2 separate regions of the Cricetulus griseus genome follow, and region 1 is linked to region 2. The links are chromatin contacts, called in public Hi-C maps. All regions are on one chromosome and are shown on one strand. The core of a region is the stretch at or near the end of the contact, and the rest is flanking DNA. Distances in the headings are between cores, read along the strand shown. Region 1 has its middle 150 kb from the start of Zfp36l1. Region 2 has its middle 14 kb from the start of Zfp36l1.

Region 1 (5,368 bases), core at 1,093-3,592, 130 kb after region 2:
CCATGCAATGAAGGTGTAGATGAAGGTTGCTATTCAAGCTGAGTGCCCCATAGTCATGGTGGGGCATGAAACCTTCCAGCATTCCTGAATTTGGGGATGTGTGAAAACAGAGGATCCTAGGACCCACCATCCTGCTATGCAACTGGAGGGACTGTACATGCTCATCTGGGGAGGTCAGTCAAGTGGTCAGTTTCCCTAAAGCACAGTGGCTCCAGGCTGCTCTATTCACAGAGTGACAGGGGAGGGGAGCAAGTTGCTATCATCTCCAGAGATAGGGGGCTTAGGGCCAACCAAGTGGTGAAAGGACACTTAGTATTCCTTGAAGACATTCTTCAGGTGACCAACAAGTGCCTGGAAACAGATACCCAGGAACCCTCGGCCACTTAGCAATCCAAGCAGGGACTGTACAGTGTGGTCCTTGTAAACTGTAGTTCTAGAACAAATACTGAGACCCTTTCTCCTCAGAGGTCCCCGATTACCAAGACCCTTTCATCAAAGCTTTACTCTTGAGACAGAATTTCCTTACATGGGAAGTGTGAGGAAGTGACAGGTTAGCATGTTAGAGGGACAGAACTCTGTCACTGGGCAGAAGGCTACACCTCCAGGCTGCCTCTGTGTCTTTCTGAGTGACAAAGCACAAGTTCTCTCTTTGTCAAAAGAGGGTTGATCTCTGACAGATCATCTCTATATTCAGGTATTGATTGGAATATTGGCAAAACATGACAATATGTGACATGGGCAAGACAAAATATGATAAAACACTATCTAACAAGATACTTTTATGTTCTTCCCAGTTGGAAAATTTATTTTTTTAATCATTTCTTTCTGTGTACATTATGTGTGGCGGTGTGTTATTCAGCCAATGTGCGGAGGCCCGAGTTTGAAATTAGAAGTCAGTTGCTCTCCACCACATTTTGTGAACAGTGACTCTCACTGAACCTGCAGCTCACCTATTCTGCTAGATCGGTGAGGTGTAAAAGCCCACCTCTGTCTTGGCTTCCACAGCACCTGGATTCCAGACACCCACCTCACTCTGTATAAACTCAGGTCCTCTTGCTAGGATAGCAAGCACTTTACCGACTGCAGCCTCTCTCAGCCTCCAGAGAATTGTAAGTTTGACCCCGGAGTTTATGGGAAATGATGAAAGGGAGGATTGGGGCTCCCATTCATGACTAAAATGAGGACAGCAAAACCAGCGAACTATTTTCGAGATCAAATAGTCCCGAGCCACACCTTCTTCCTTCACTTGCAAGGGAAGTGATGCAGACATTATTCACAAGGTGGGAGATAAAAACTGTCTTTTAATTAAATTTAAGAGCAAAACTACTTTTTTTTTTTTCCAGATTCTCAAAGGTCCACATTTTGAGTTTGAGTTTACAAGACCTAGTTTGGAAGGCAGTTTTTCCTTGACCTTAAAATAAGACGCTGGGGTAGACAGGTGGGGTTTGTGATGCCTGTTTAGCAAGCCTCCCTAGAGACAACTTCACCCTCAGCTGCAGGAAACCGAACACCTGAGCTGGGAAGGAACTACCTGCAGTTCACAGTGCAGGCCAGCCAGACCGGGCAACTCCGTGCCCAGCTGAAAGCCCACTTTTGTTTGACTTACATCCCAATCGCCCCTATCTCTCCAGAGGGAGAGGCTGTACCATGGAAGGTGTGGTTTTCCTCAAGGGGCTACAGTGGGCCTATGGCTGCAGGCAGTCAGCTCTGGCCTCTTGAGCCTTGGAGCTTGAGGGAGGAAGGACCGCCTCCCCTCCACCGCCCTCCCCCACCCCCATTGGGGTTGGTTTGCACTGGAATGCCACGCTTTTCAAAGTGTCCGAGTGATAAGCACTTTCTAAAAATGTACAGCGATGGTCAGATAAGAAACCAAGCGTGGGGCTTTGTGGGTCAACGCCTCCAGCTCTGCTGGTACTGCCCGCCTCTGTCCCCACTGCAAACTTCCGCATCTCCTTATAGGATCTGCTCCCTGCCAGGGCCCTCATTTTCCAACTTTTACTTCTGGAATTAGAAAAAAAAAAGAAAATAAGATCCCATCTCCCCGGGCCTCCATCCTCAGCTCCCACCGCCTAAACGCAGGTGACCCTAATGGCTGGGGTGACTCGGGCCACGCGGGGCGTCCCCAACCCCACCTCCTCCAGCCCCCTCGCGCCTCGCTCGGCCCCACAAAGCACCCTTGTACCGGGCCTGCAGCCAGGCCGGGGGATTTGGCACAGGGATGGGGCAATATTCGTCAGATATTTAAAACAGAGCCGAGAGAACAAAGCAGGCCTTTGTGCGGCGCGGCGGCGGGAGCCGGGAGCCCGGAGCAGCGGGGCCGCGCACCGAGCTTGGCTGGGGCATGGGCGCATGCGTGGCCGGTTCTCCCGCGTTCCTCGCGCGCTCCCCGCGGCGGGCTGCGAGAGAGGCTGTCTTTCATATGCCCGCCACAACATGTTTAATTGAAAAAAAAGAAAAGAAAGAAACAATCATTTTCCATGTTTCTGTAGGAAGTATAGGTCATTAAAATAAAATGATAGACCAATTGGGAACTCAGGTTTTAAATGACCCGGACTAATAGGACGCTTGGGTCATGTAAAAAACCAAAGCATTTGGAAAAGACGTCTTCTTTGGATGCTAGAAGTGAAATCTTTTTGAGGGAACGGGACCCTTTTGTCTTGTTTATGCTTTTGGTTTCCTGTTTATTGTCACTTGGGATTTGGGAGCGATTATGGTTATTGTCAAGACATTGGCTTTTGTTTGGGGACTGTGGGCTGGCCAGTGTTTATTTATTTATTTTAAAAGGCAAATACAAGTGGAGTTTTCATGGAACAAAGATGAGATTTTGTCAGGAACTAAGGAATTCTCGAGGGAGGGGCGTGGTAAATAAATTTTGTTGTTACTGAAGAAGGTTGAAGAACTCTCTTGAGTAGGGTGGATTAAAAGTGACTTTGTGGGAGAAATATGATGTGCAAAGTACCCTGTTCTGCTTTGCAATAACGAAGATTGTCTCAATATGCAATGGAAAAACAGGCAGAAGCAGGAGGAATGAGATATTCTGCTTGACTTATCCAGAGGAGTGGGGAAGGTAGTCTCAAACATCCAGACGGCTCTACAGCCTTCCAAACAAGGCTCAGGGACCAAAGTCCAGTGAGGTTAACTGGACAGCCCTTACAGGGCAAGCCTGGGGGAGTAGAATGAGTGTTGTGCTCTGCCCACCCTGCTCTGCCTGTGTGCATACCCGAGGAATTTATGGTTTGCCTTTCCCTTCATAGCTCAATTGCCAGGTGGGCTGGTCACAAGAAAGTGAAGAGATATTTTCCCGTCTCTGGGCACTGCACAGAAAGCTTTGTGTATGCTAAGTGTCCACTCTGCTGCTGGGCTGCAGCCCCAGCAAAGGGATTTTTTATGTGAGATCGCCCTGGCAAGAAGCTCTTTTACCATCCTTGACTTCCAGATCTCCAGGGCAACTACTGTTAGGACGTCATCGGCAACAGATCATGACCCTTAAAGGCCACACTTCAGCAAGGGCAGATAAACAATTTCACAGTGATGGTCACGTAGCAGGCTCATTCTTAAATGTGGGCTGGTTAGTAAGGATGATGTAAGTGGTTTTTTTCTGCTCTCTTCCACATTCTGGCTCCAGAACCCTGGGTCCAGACGTAGTCTAGGAAAATGCCTTGCGATGTGAGGTAAGGGAGCAGTGGGGTGGGACTTGAGACAAGTCCCTTCTTTTAGACACAAGCAAGGGCACAGTCTTGACTTCCCCATACTGAGTCCCAAATTAAGCCCCAAACATACCCCAAATTGAGCCTGTGGCTTCTTTCTGTTTCTCCTTCTCACTCAGTCTGTCCCACTCCCTCTTCCTTCCCTTAGGCCATTTTGTCTTTATATAAAGGCAGTTGTAGAGAGACCCCAAGGCAGCCTCGTGTCCTCTCTCTTCTCATTGAACCTGGGTGAGCCATGGTGATATGTTTGACCAAAATTCTAGACCTTCTAAAACTTGGATCCAGTCGTGCAGAATGAGTGACAGCTCTTCAGGGCATCTGCCTCATAGACCTTTCTGATGGCTCTAGCCTTAGCAGCCATTGGACTTCTATGGCAAGTGATGCTCTATAAATGGCTAGCTAAGCTGAGTCAACCTAATAATTATGGAAGTTAATGAGTCTGGGCCAGTGTGTTATATAGTGATGGATAACCGAACAGGAAACAATCAAAAGAGAGGATCTTCCAAGGTCGCAGGCATTATGAAGAACTGATTCCATAGCCTCCTTGCCCTTGTGTTCTCCACCATCACCCTTCTTTTTGGAACTATGCCTGGCACCCAGCCCCATGAAAACCCCACATGCTCACTTGTTGTTCCATGTACATTGGTTTCAACACAAATACTAGAGTGCAGAGTCTTGCCTTGCTTGGTTCCTTCCCTCCTCAGTGTCCCCCTCAGTGGGGGTCAGCATGGAGATTATCAATGTTTGGCTTTCAATCTGAAAGGTCTGATACCTGCTGTTACATGGTCTCTTCTTAGGCTCCCCCAGGAGTCAGCCATACCATGAACCTCAGTCTGTGAGGTTTGTATACTTTCATATTACTCATGGAAAGAGACCTGGGCCAGGGGGCAGTGCTAATCTGTTCAGATTTGTCACCAATAAAGTCACCTCAGGGACATTTTTTTTTTTAAAGCCAAAACTGGGTGGGTGGGAGAAAACCCCATGTGGGTGTGAGTTCCAGCATACACTCATGAACCTTCCAGAGCTAGCTGAAAACATACCCTGTGAAGGAGCCTTCCATATATCTGGGCTCTCCTTTGACTGCCCATTTATGGGAGTGAATAGTAGACTATGTTGGGGTGAACAGTGAGGATACAGGTCAACCTAGTTAGAAGCCATTGCCCACTCAGGAGCCCTGTGATCCCGGGGCATGCTCAGAGTTTAGGAGAGGGGAAAAAAGGACCATGGGCAGCTCAGGAAGGGTTCCTTTAGTCCTCCGGCAATCACTCTTTGCTGAGCCAGACTTGACTGCAACACTGGAAGACATGGTGAGGAATGAGGCAGACAACGATCCTGCTTTTGGGCAAAACACGTGGTGTCTGGCACATCTGTCATTACACAGGCAGAGCTTGGCTGACAGCAGGATGGGAGGAATTGTGGCGTACCCTCATTACATCATCTTTTGACTTCAGTAAAGACCTGGAATAGAAGTTCCTATGCTGTGCAGTGAGACTGAGTGTGGGCACTAGTGTCGAATTGTATGGATCTAACCCCATCACTATTGGCTGTGTGACCTTGGACATACTATTCTATCTCTGTAGGTCTCTGGTTTCTTGTCTCTAGTCAAATAGCACTTCACTCGGGGTGGGAGCGGGATTCCACAGGATCTTGCTGCCCAGCTC
Region 2 (4,623 bases), core at 1,771-4,270:
GCGTGCAGTCCTTAGGACAGTGGCCTCCTTCAGGGATGCCTGAGAGTTCAGAACCTGCCTCATCCACTGGACTTCCTGCACCGAACTCACAGGTGGTGTGTGTACTGTGGGTGGTTCTTTAAAATTTACACCCTTAGAGTAACAGGAGGCAGCACTGTGGAGACTTCCTATGCAGGCCTAGAGTCTGCTTGGCCCTTCCTCGTGTGATTATGTGTGATAGCATCTTTGAATACTGTTATCATTTGACCCATTTACAGAGGGGGAAATTTGGGCTCAGGGAGATCACTGTTCCCAGTTGCACACTTATATGCCACAAGTCTGTCGACACCCAGGCTCTCAGTCCCCACATGGTAAAGGGGACAGATGTCAAATGGTAGCGCTCTTCCCTAGGGACCCACAGTCACAGAGTCATCCTTTCCTGATCCCTCCATCCCATCTCATTACTGTCTCTAGCCCAGGAGGCTGTGCAGTGAGTGGAAGCTGGCCTTGATTTCAGCTTCTTTGGCAAATGGGGACAATGAGGTGAGGTATGGTGATGGCTGTCATGTCAGGAGCAGTGGTCCACAGAAAGTCAAGCCTGTATCTCAGCTGAGCTATGTTGTGGCTGGTGGGTGTGTGTCGTATTTTCTTTCTCAGGGGGATGTTGTCTTGCCTGAGGAATGGTCTGGAAGTTGAGGCAGAGCAGGAACTTGGCAGTACTCTCGATTCCTCTCATCCACCGCCAGTGTTGTGGGCTCTCTGAAACTCAGGGCCTCCCTTGATACGGTTCATAATTATTAAACTCTGTTCCCATAGTCCTCTTCCACCAAAAAGAAGCTGTTCTTGTTAGTGTAGGGGTGAGGGGGGCAGAAAGGTTGGATTCTTAGAGCTCCCTCCAACAGCACCCCTCAGAAAGGGGAGAGGAAGGGGTTCCCATGGTGTCAACACAGCCCACCACTCAGGTCTCACCATACCTGACCCCCAGGGCTGCTAGCTGGGACAGGCATGACAGGGCTCTGGTTTGGTAATTAACGAAAGAAGTCCTGCTTCCTCAAGCCACTTTCTTCCTTTTTCATGACTTCCTTCGGTCCAGATGAGGTGTGACTGGAGGTATGGGACAGCCTAGCAATTGGTCAGGCAGATTTATGGGCTCAGGTAAAGTAGAAATAATTTTGGTGTCTGTTTGGCCTTTGACCTCTGCTTCTCTTTCATCCTGCAGCATCTTCTAGTGGGGTTGGGGAGCAGAAGCTGCCTCTTGTCACACAAAAGATGGCACCTATGATACTTACACTGGGCTTCTTTTGGGGAGTGGTATATATGTTCTAGAAAGGTTTATAATATTTTGGTCCCCATGAAAAGGGGCCAGGGAGCTGGGTTTTCTCTTCATAAACATGTGCTAAGTACCCCTGGAAAGTTGAAGACCCACCCCCATATAGAGGCAAATCTGGGGGTTACACGGTAGTGTATCTATCAAACCATGAACACCCAGGTTTGGGGCATGCAGTGAACCAGCCCTGCCCATTACTGGTTGGGTCCTGGATGGTTACTTTCTGTATTTGAAGTTTTCTTTGGCCTTCCAGCTCCCAAATAACCATATGGAGACTTTTTATTAATTATAAAAGCTTGTCCTTAACTTAGGCTTTTCCCACTAGCTCTTACAACTTAAAATAACCCATACTTTTTTTATTAATCTGCGTCTACCACATGGCTTTTTACCTCTCTCCCATTTCGTTTGTCTGACTTGTTCTGCTTTTCAATGGCATCTCCTACTTCTTCTCTCTTTTCCCGGAAGTCCTGCCTAGCTATTGGTCATTCAGCTCTTTATTAAGCTAATCACAGCAATATATCTTCACACAGTATACAAATATCCCACAACAACTTCCTACTTCCAGGCCTCCTTACTCTTGTCTATACTATATGTCAATACTTGGGTTGAGCCAAAAAAAAAAAAAAAGAAAAAAAAAAAAAAAAAAAAAAAGCTTTTCAATGATTCCATGAATATCTTAGAAAGCAAAAGACACAGATTTTCCTTTTTGGAAAAGCCGAATTCCCTTCGCCCGTCTGAGGGGCAGGAATCCAGCTGTGTGGGTGTTATAAAATCCCGACTAGAGTTATAAACGGAAGGGAGTTGGTGTGACCTGCTGATGCCAGTTGACTCACATAGACAGTCAGAGAGATTCTAGAAGTCTGCTGGGTGCACATCCTTTGAAGTGGCTGAATCACTTTTATGAACTTTATGTTGAATGAGAACATGTAAGTCATGCCCTTGGCATGTTGAATTTTCCCAGACATGCTATTTCGAACTAAAACACTGAAGCCCAGTGCCTTATTTTAGGTGCATTTAAACATCCTTTCTGGGGCCTGACTGGGTCCTCTGATGTTTGAAGTATAAGTTGTTGAAGCCTGATGGTCTCAGGGAGGTAGAATGCAGTTCAGTCTACAGAAGATCTTTTTAACAGGCTGGCCGACGAAGGCAGCCATTTGTTCCTCTTGTTGGTGATAGCTAAACCAAAGCTAGGTGCTATCCTGTACTCCAGTTCAGGCAGGGTTTCTGCAGAATGCTTTCCCAATATCTGTCCAAAGCAACCTCTGCTCTTCATGGTCATACAGGGCTTTCAAAGTATTTTAATGCTATATTTATACTGTTTTTACATATTTAATATATATTTTAATATATATCTATTATGTAATGATAATAAATACCCATATAATGTATAATACTATAGTTATGGTATACTATTTAATACCACAGGAATATAGTATTTTAATACTGTAACTGTTTATAAATACAGTGTTGACTTCATTCTTCACTCTCCTGTCATCGTACTGAAACGAGGGAGGCATGTGTGTGGGGTTCTTTTACCACTCTGCCTCCCCAGCAGAGACAGCACTGAGCAGACCCTCAACAAATGAATGATGGTTTGCTGTTAGTTGAGGCTTCAGTAGGAACCCATCTTTTGCAAGGCTTTGGCCCTTTAAATGTCTAGCCCTGAATGTGTGAGGGAGCTGTGGTGACGGCAAGTTCATGAGTTGTACAGCATGCGCAAGGAATGGGGTATGCGGCCTCTCACTGGCTCTGTGTCCTTGAGTGAGTCACCCAGGCTCTTAGGTCTCAATTGCTTCATTTGTGAGAGGAGTTTTGGATTGAGCTATCTTCCTGCCCTTTCCAGTCAGACTACTTTATGATTCAAGCACTCTGTATTTGCGCTCACTCCTCTGTTCTCAAACTGTTTGTTCAGCTCTCTTTTATTAGGGGTTCTAGGCCTATTAAAACAGAAAACAAAACAAAACAAAAAAACCAAGTAGCCTTGGGAAGCAAACAGTAAAAACAAGTACAAACAAATTACTGTATTCTTTATAACAACATATAAGGGCTACAACTAGACTTAAGAAAGTGACTGGTTTTGTTTGTTTGCTTGCTTGCTTGTTTTGTGACAGAGTCTCTCTACAGAGACCTGGCTGTTCTGGAATTCATTATGTAGACCAGTCTGGCTTCAAACTCATGGAGATCCACCTGCCTCTGCCTCCTGAATGCTTTGATTAAAGGTATACACCACCACACCTAAAGAAAACTGACTATTTAAACAAAAATTTAAACAAAAAGTTTATTTTTTTCAACCTAGGGATAAATGAACAGTTAAGGACTTTTCTTTCCTGAGACAAGTTCTTATATAGTCCAGGGTAGCCTGGAATTTGCTATGTAACCCATGTTATCCTATAACTCCTGATCCTCCTGCCTCGAACTCCTGAGTCCTGGGATTACAGGTGTGTCCCACCACATCTGCTCTATGCCCTGCTGAGGGAGTGAACCGGGGCTGTGTGAATATTAGGCAAACATTCTATGAACTGAACTTCATACCCAGCCCAACAGATTGTTAAAACTGACAAGTGATAGCCACCTAGCAGAACACTCAGTCACAACAAAGGTAATATACTTATCCTTCACAACTCTCAGAGACTGCTTCCAGGACCTGGGTGTGGGTACCAAAATCTGAAGATGCTCACGTAGTTTACAATATCCTCCTATAGATTTTCATTCATTCATTCATTCATTCATTCATTCATTCATTTGTTCTCTCTCTCTCTCTCTCTCTGTGTGTGTGTGTGTGTGTGTGTGTGTGTGTGTGTGCGTGTGCACGCACATGCGTGCGCGAGTGTGTGTATGTCTTACAGGGGATTGAACCCTGAACCAGTATGTGCTAGGCAGGCACTTGGCCACTGGCTGACCTCCATCTCTAGCCTTCTCTTTCATACTTTAGATATTCTCTAGATGACTTCTAATTCCAAATACAGCACCCATGCTAAGTAAATAGTTGTTACACTCTGTTGTTTTGGGAGTCATGACAAAAAGAATCTGTTCATGTTCCGTCTAGAGGCAATTAAAAATATTTTCCATACACAATTGGTTGAATCTGAGACCTCAACTCAAGAATATGGAAAACCTAGTATATTTTATTTCATTTAAAATATACTTTACAAATGGAGTCTCTTCACCCTTTCTTTTTTCTAGGCACTCTAGGAGATGTGAGCGTGAATGAATCCATTTTATTTTCTGTGAGAAATTTCAAGTAGTGACAACGTTCAGACCACTGTCATTGCAGGGTTGCTCTTTCTCATTGTCAAATAACTTCTGTTGTTAAACAC

Evidence for each region. A called contact is a pair of places that touch in the nucleus more often than the background predicts.
Region 1: a contact with region 2 is called in a Hi-C map of liver, with 4 times the contacts expected there. The contact joins two enhancer-like sites. A contact is called at or near these places in 2 of 8 Hi-C or Micro-C datasets (fibroblasts and liver).

The regions. Positions count from the first base shown.
Region 1 is chr5:123,671,644-123,677,011 of CriGri-PICRH-1.0, forward strand. No RefSeq gene overlaps it. Among named protein-coding and RNA genes, the nearest start is that of Zfp36l1, 150 kb to the left of the region's middle. Within about 2 kb of position 2,343, at least 3 of the 6 cell types and tissues checked have open chromatin away from gene starts, as enhancers often do.
Region 2 is chr5:123,536,346-123,540,968 of CriGri-PICRH-1.0, forward strand. No RefSeq gene overlaps it. Among named protein-coding and RNA genes, the nearest start is that of Zfp36l1, 14 kb to the left of the region's middle. Within about 2 kb of position 3,021, at least 4 of the 6 cell types and tissues checked have open chromatin away from gene starts, as enhancers often do.